2 separate regions of the Hordeum vulgare genome follow, and region 2 is linked to region 1. Evidence: chromatin contacts called from public Hi-C data. All regions are on one chromosome and are shown on one strand. Each heading gives the region's core, a stretch centred on a gene start, on an enhancer-like site or on the middle of the called end of the contact. The rest is flanking DNA. Distances are from core to core; before and after follow the strand shown. Region 1 has its middle 75 kb from the start of LOC123411592. Region 2 holds the start of LOC123410702 (bidirectional sugar transporter SWEET15-like).

Region 1 (3,413 bases), core at 264-2,763:
GGAAATCAAACAAAATTTGTTATTCAAAACATTCGTTAAAAATTCAAAAATTATGAAAGAAAAAATTGAAAAGAATGAAAGGAAAACAAAGCATTAAAAAAAGAAACAAAGAAATAGCCTACCCGACATAGGGCAGCCCGACTGTGCGTCGTTAAAAATGCTCTCACAGTGAAGCCACCACTATTTGCCGCTTGAGAGCGGCAACTAGGATTGGTCGGCAGCACAAAGTCTCTTGTCAGTATTGTACGTAGCGGAAAGCGAGGTAAGGGGCACACCCTGGTTTCCATGCACGAACTTGGGTCGGCCCAGGAAAACGAGATAGCCTACTATTTTTTTAAAAACTAAAATAAGTTGATGATTTCAAAAAAATGAATATTTTTTAAATTTTTTGTGCTTTCCCTGAAGTTACGTGGTCATTTTGTTGAGGTCCTTCAACATGGTTCTCTCGACGCGCCCTAGTATGCTCTATTTGTTCACCTATCTTGGTTTGGGGTAAGGTTCCCTGTATGATAAGTTCATTGTGTTATTACACATAGTATTGCTCTCATGGCTAGGACGAAACGATAAGGAGCAAACTTATTTACTGTGATCCTATGAAGTGGAATACTTTGAATGAGCAGGAGAGCGAGCGGGGTACTTTACGCAAGTAGTGCTTTACCACAAACTTGTATAAGAGCTAGTCATATAGTCTTTCATGCATTATTCCTTGTATCGATACATCTGTCAGCAAGGAGTTTGAAGCCAACACCAATCATTTTACCAATACGGGGATCTCGAGCATGAGAACTTGTACAACTTGTCTCACTCCCACTAGTTTGACCAACTAAGTAGGACCCACTTAGCAAATCACATCTATAGGGTGCTAGGAAAGGGGTATGTTATCACACTTGAATCTATCTATAAATATATGATCCCCAACCATTGGAATCCATATGTTTCTGTCTCAATTATACATTTGAGCTTAAATTTTTTGATTTTTTGATGATTTTTTTGAATAGTGATAAACATATTATGTATTTCATGAACAAATTTTAAATTTTATAAATTGCATGAAAAAATGAATTTGGGAATTTTTTTTGAAAAGGATGAACAATTTTTGAATATGATAAACATTTTGTAATTACATGAATAGTTTAATATCATGCACATTTTAAAATTTTGATTAATTTTTTTGAGTTTATAATTTAATAAAAAGTTATTGAATATGACGGAAAATTTATTGAACAATTTTTGAATTTGGTTTACAATTGTTTTTCTACTGAAGAATTTTTTTTTAATTTCGTGAAGGAAAGTGATTATAAGTTTCTAAAAATGTTCACGAATTGGTAAGAAAATTCTTGAAAATAAGGAAAAGAAAATATAAACTAAACATAAAAATAATAAGTAAATTACAAAAGAAAGGTAAAATGGAAGTAGGTGAAAACAATAAAAAAATTGGTTCGACAAGATTCTAGAACCTTACCAACACCAGACGATAGAGGCTGCTTTGGCCCAGCCCACTTCACTTAGCGTGTATGATATTCTTTGACGCTCTTCGCGTCACATGGCCAGGCTTCGCATACAGGCAAGCAACCAACTGATGAGATGGCCGGCCCATTTTGCAGGTTTGCCCTTTCTTTCTGTTTTTTCGTTGTTCCATTTCATTTTTTTTTGTTTTCTGTCTCTTATTTTCCATTTTATTTTCTAAAGTTATTTTCTATTTTAGAAACTAGGTTCATGTTTGAAAATTGTTCTAAAATTTTGAATATTCGATTTTATTTATTTTTTCTAAATTTCAAGTAATATTGGTTTTCAAAAATTATTCATACCGTCAAAAATTGTTTGCGGTTTTAATAAAAAATCTAAAATTTTACAAAATGTTATTATTTAAAAAAAATGCGAATGCCTTTGGTCATAAATTTTATATCCCTTCGAAAAATGTTCAGGCACTAAAAAATTCCGTTTAAAATTTGTTTGAAAATCACAAAATATGTTCTTGTTTTCATTCTTTCCAGAATTTCAAAACATGTCGCTGTCTTGTAAATTGTTCACAATTTTCCAAAAATGTTTGTGTTTTCAAATTTTCTTGAGGAGTTTCAAAATATGTTCGTGTCTCCAAATTTGGATTTGCAATTTGGAAAAGTATTCATGATTCAAGAAATCTGCATGATTTTCAAAAAAAGCTCCTGCTTTTCTTTTTCTTTCTTATGTTTATTTTGTCACATTTTATTTTTTCTTCCTTTTTCAAAATTAGTTTCTGTTTTCAACAAATGTTCTGGAATTTTAAAATGTTCGAATTTTCTAAATAATGTTCGCATTTTTGAATCAAACCTATGTTTTCAAAAATTCTTCAGAATTTCCCAAAATCTTTATAAATAAGAAATTTGTTCGCTTATTTTCAAAAAAAGTACGATAATTAGGAGAAGATTGGAATTTCAAAAAATATCTGCATTTCACAATTTTGTTCACGAATTAAAAAATGTTCAATGATATATTGTTCAAGGATTTCAAAAAACTGTTCCAGTTTTTCAAAAGTTGTTCAAATATTTCAAAACAAATGTTCCCTTTTTCAAAAATTATGCACACATATGAAATATGTATGTATTTTAAAATATGCACCTAGTCCTTCTAATAAGAGGAAAAAAGAATGACGATGGGACTTTGCATGCTGCTAGTGAACCTATTGTAGTGTCACATGAAAACCCAAATGATATCTCTATTTCTGAAGCTGATATAGAATCTGGTAATGAACATGAACCTAGTGATAATGTTAATGATGATGTTCATGCCGATGCTCTGCCTAATAATGACAATCATGTGGAGTTTGAACCTGTTGTTGATCTTGATAACCCACAACCTAGGAATAAGAGATATTATAAAAGAGATTTTGTTGCTAGGAAGCATGGTAGAGAAGGAGAACCATGGCTTCAGAAACCCATGCCCTTTCCTCATAAACCATCCAAGAAGAAGGATGATGAGGATCTTGAGTGCTTTGTTGAAATGTTGAGACCTGTCTTATTACATATGCGCTTAACTGATATTCGAAAAATGTTTCGTTACGCTAAGTATATGAAAGATATTGTTACAAATAAAAGAAAGATACCGGAAGCTGAGATTTTCACCATGCTTGCTAATTATACTTTAAAGGGTGGAATACTAAAGAAACTAGGAGATCCCGGAGTACCTACTATACCATGCTCTATTAAAGGAAATTATGTTAAAACTGCTCTATGTGACCTCGGAGCTGGTGTCAGTGTTATACCTTTATCTTTATATCGTAGACTTGACTTGAATAAGCTCACACCTACTCGAATCTTTCTGCAAATCGCTGATAAATCAACTGCTTTACCCATAGGTATTTGTGAGGATGTGCCTGTTGTGGTGGCAAACGTTACTATCCTAACGGACTTTGTTATTCTTGATATTCCCGAGGA
Region 2 (3,413 bases), core at 628-3,127, 210 kb after region 1:
GCTCCGGCAGCTTCATCTCCTCGTGCACCAGCACCACGGTGGCGGGCTTCTTGTTCCGGTACGCCATGTAGAGCGCCATCTGCGCGATGCCGAAGACGAAGCCCAGCACGTTGGGCACCGCCACGAAGATGTCCTTCTTGAGCGCGCCGTACGCGAACCAGACGACCGCGCTGAGAACCAGGAAGAAGGACAGCGAGAAGGGCATGAACTCCACGCTCTTGGTCCGGATCACAAGCCTCTGCACCAACAACATGAATCAATCAATATCTCCAATCCACAAACCTTAAACAGATCTAACTATAAGACTAGATCGGTCCTTACGATGATGCTCAGGGGAGCGGCGAAGACGCCGAGCGCGACGGCGACGCAGATCCAGCCGACGACCTGGACGCGGAGGGTGCCGGCCGAGGCGAGCATGGTGACGAGGGCGATGATGCCGAAGAGCCCGACGTCGAGGCCGATGAAGAGCTTCGCGGTGAGGAACCTGGCGCTCTTGGGGGCGTAGACCAGGTACATGGCGATGTAGAGGGTCTCGATGACGCAGCCGACGCCATTGATGGTGAGGAGGAGCTCGGAGCCGGACTTGAGGAATGCGTAGTACATCCACAGCAAGCAGCTGAAGAGCGTCACGAGGTAGGGCGTCGACTGGAACCCCTCCGTCGACTTCTTGCGGTACACGCGATAGAACGTCGGACTGCAAGCACGCATGAGAGATTCATCCATCAGAGCTGATAGTTAATGACCATGCATCAACCAACATGCTACTATAAGAATTGTTTTTACTTGCACCAACCTAGATTAAGTAAGTAATCATTGACGTAACCAGGGGAGCTAAACTAACTAACAACCGAGATATGTGTGAAGTACACTGCACTGCACCGCACCGCACCTACCTAACAGTGACTTTCATCACTTTTTACTCTACTGGTAATATAAGTATATAGTAAATAATGTAGCAATATTCAGCGGTATGTTGTCTCCAGGTATAAGCGAAAAATCTGGAACAGTGTAGATGACAGTGACCGTTTCCGTCAGTCATGTATTCATGGACATGTGTCATGTGTGTTGTACGACGTACCGTGGTCCTTTCTTTTTCCTAGTTATTATTAAATATATTTTTAGTCTGAATATATACAAAGACACACACATGACATGGGACATGCATGGATCTACACAGATGTATGCAGGGCTGTGGTATTTTCTGAAGACCGAACAGTGAAGTACAGTAAAGTTAAGGGTGCTTACAGTGGTGAAAGGAAGACCATGAGTGAGATGATGTTGCCTGCAAAACCAAGAACGGAGATGATGATAAGTTATGTGAACCAACGCACGAAAAACGGAGAAAAAAAAAAGGAGGGTGGATGCCGGCTGGTGATAAAAAGGAAAGAAGGAAAAAAAAAAGGGAAAGAAAATCAGTTGTGTGTACGTTTGTTTGTCTCCGTGAACGTACACACAGCAAGCATGCTGGTTCCCTTTCTTTGTTGGGATGTAACCACTTGATTAGAGCGTAAAAGCTTGGTTTGGCCGTTCCATTTATTCGGAACAGAAACGGTGGCTTAGCTCAACGAAAGGGATTGAAGAAGGCGCACAAAGATCAGATCATTGATCCAACCCGTGTAAGCAAGCAAGCCGGAACCAGTGATGGATCATCCTTCCAAAAAGGACAGAAGAAGCAGAAGCACTTGCACATATATAGAATGTAGGATACGGATCCATGGATGGATGGATCATGGATGAATGTGTGTAGTGTATGTACCTAGGATGCCAAAGGTGAAGGCCCAGGTGTGCTGCTCCATGTTGAGGAAAGCCATGGTACCAGCTTCTCGATCCCCAAGCAAGCACACAAACAAGGTACTGATAGTAGTAGTAGATTTGCTACCCCTTCTCCTCTTTGCTCGGTGGGATAGATAGATAGATAGATAGGCCGAGGAGAGGGAGGGAGCTGTGGAAGCTCAGCTGCGTCGGGCTCTTGGAGATCCTCGACTGCGGCAGACCCCGTATATATAGCAGAGATGGCGAGGGCTAGGGCGAGAAGGGTTGCGGTTGCGGTTGCGTGGCCCGCCTAGCCGGGGTCGACCGGTCCATGATTGCGTGGCTACGTGTAACGACCGAGCGGCCCAGCGCGCGTACGTACGCTCCCTGCAGCTGGCCAGCGCCTGGCGCGCGGTGCGGTCGAGCTTGCCCCCGGCTCATACACACATACACATTCTCTCACGCCAAGAAACCAAGCTGGCCTCGGCCAATTAATGGTGCGTAACGCCCCGTGACATGCCAGACGCCAACCCCTGGGACGCACTGACTTCCGGCGCACGGCTCGCGAGCGAGCGTTTCCTGGCCGTCTGCTCGTAACATTCCCCCACTACCCAGCTGTTCGCCGCGCTCACGTACGCACCACGGCCGCCTACGCTACTCCTCCTCATTGTCGTCGTCGTCGTCGCCTTTTCTTCTCTCCCTTTGTAACGGCCGGCCCATGATGCACCGCAGCCAGAGCCTCGCGTCGATGGATGGATGCATCGACCGATCTTTTGCTTTTCAGCTGCGGCGGCGGGGGGGAGGGAAAGGCGGAGGCGAAGGCGAAGGCGGGAACGCGTTCGGCGTGGCGGCCAGTTGCGCGGTGCATGCGAGCGCAAAGAACGTGTCCGGGTTTGGGAGCGCAATAGGTAAGGCGTGATTGCGAGTGTGTGATGTAGCTGGCTGCGTGCCGCACCGGGCTCCCGGGTGATCGGGGCCCGATCTTAATTTCCCCTAGACCACACGTTAACACCACCGCTAATTATGTTCGGCGAAACAATTGGCGGTGCTAATCGGGAGTATCATCATGATGCGTAAATAAACCAGCCACCCAACCGGTTATTGTGTCACGCGTCTCTCCTGTTCCCACACACCTCTCTCTGGGTCGGTCTCTCTTTCTCTCCTCGATCGGCAATCATTGGACGTACGTACGGCGAGGTCAATTCGTGTCTCCTGTGCTGGACTAGATTGAACGTCTTTTGACGGAATCGAACACCAACTACTCGACGGTAGCTCTCGTTCCACGTACTGCTAGTAGAGTTCGGGTTTTTTTAGTGTGTGTGTGCGCGCGCGCGCGCAGGAAACGCCGGGTTCAGACTGCTTCAAAGTTCCATTTCAATTCAAAGCACATATACTAGGCTGACATACCGAGTTTCTCGAAACAACTAAACTGTTTGTCCGATGCAGTATTGCATGTAGTAGAATTTTGTTGACAATTTTAATGAATGATGAATCGATTTACAAGAGAGAGAGAGAGAGAGAAGTCTCTCTGGATCTCGAATCACCTCTCGATGGGAAGGTGCGGACGGGGACATGAAGCATGGCTACACCCACCAGGGGTCAAATCAGGATGCTCAATCTTACAAACATGAGTCGGTTTCAATTGGCGATTATTAATTACA

What was found. A called contact is a pair of places that touch in the nucleus more often than the background predicts.
Region 2: a Hi-C map of leaf shows a contact between it and region 1, with 2.7 times the contacts expected there. The contact joins the promoter of LOC123410702 here to the enhancer-like site in region 1. A contact is called at or near these places in 2 of 6 Hi-C or Micro-C datasets (leaf and seedling).

The regions. Positions count from the first base shown.
Region 1 is chr7H:58,214,533-58,217,945 of MorexV3_pseudomolecules_assembly, forward strand. No RefSeq gene overlaps it. Among protein-coding and RNA genes, the nearest start is that of LOC123411592, 75 kb to the left of the region's middle. Within about 2 kb of position 1,514, at least 2 of the 3 cell types and tissues checked have open chromatin away from gene starts, as enhancers often do. A contact at or near this core is called in leaf, where this site is marked.
Region 2 is chr7H:58,428,363-58,431,775 of MorexV3_pseudomolecules_assembly, forward strand. It overlaps LOC123410702 (bidirectional sugar transporter SWEET15-like), which reads right to left and starts at 1,878. Exons shown (of 5, transcript XM_045103640.1): 1 at 1,856-1,878; 2 at 1,757-1,816; 3 at 1,246-1,282; 4 at 322-694; 5 at 1-238. The coding sequence starts at 1,811.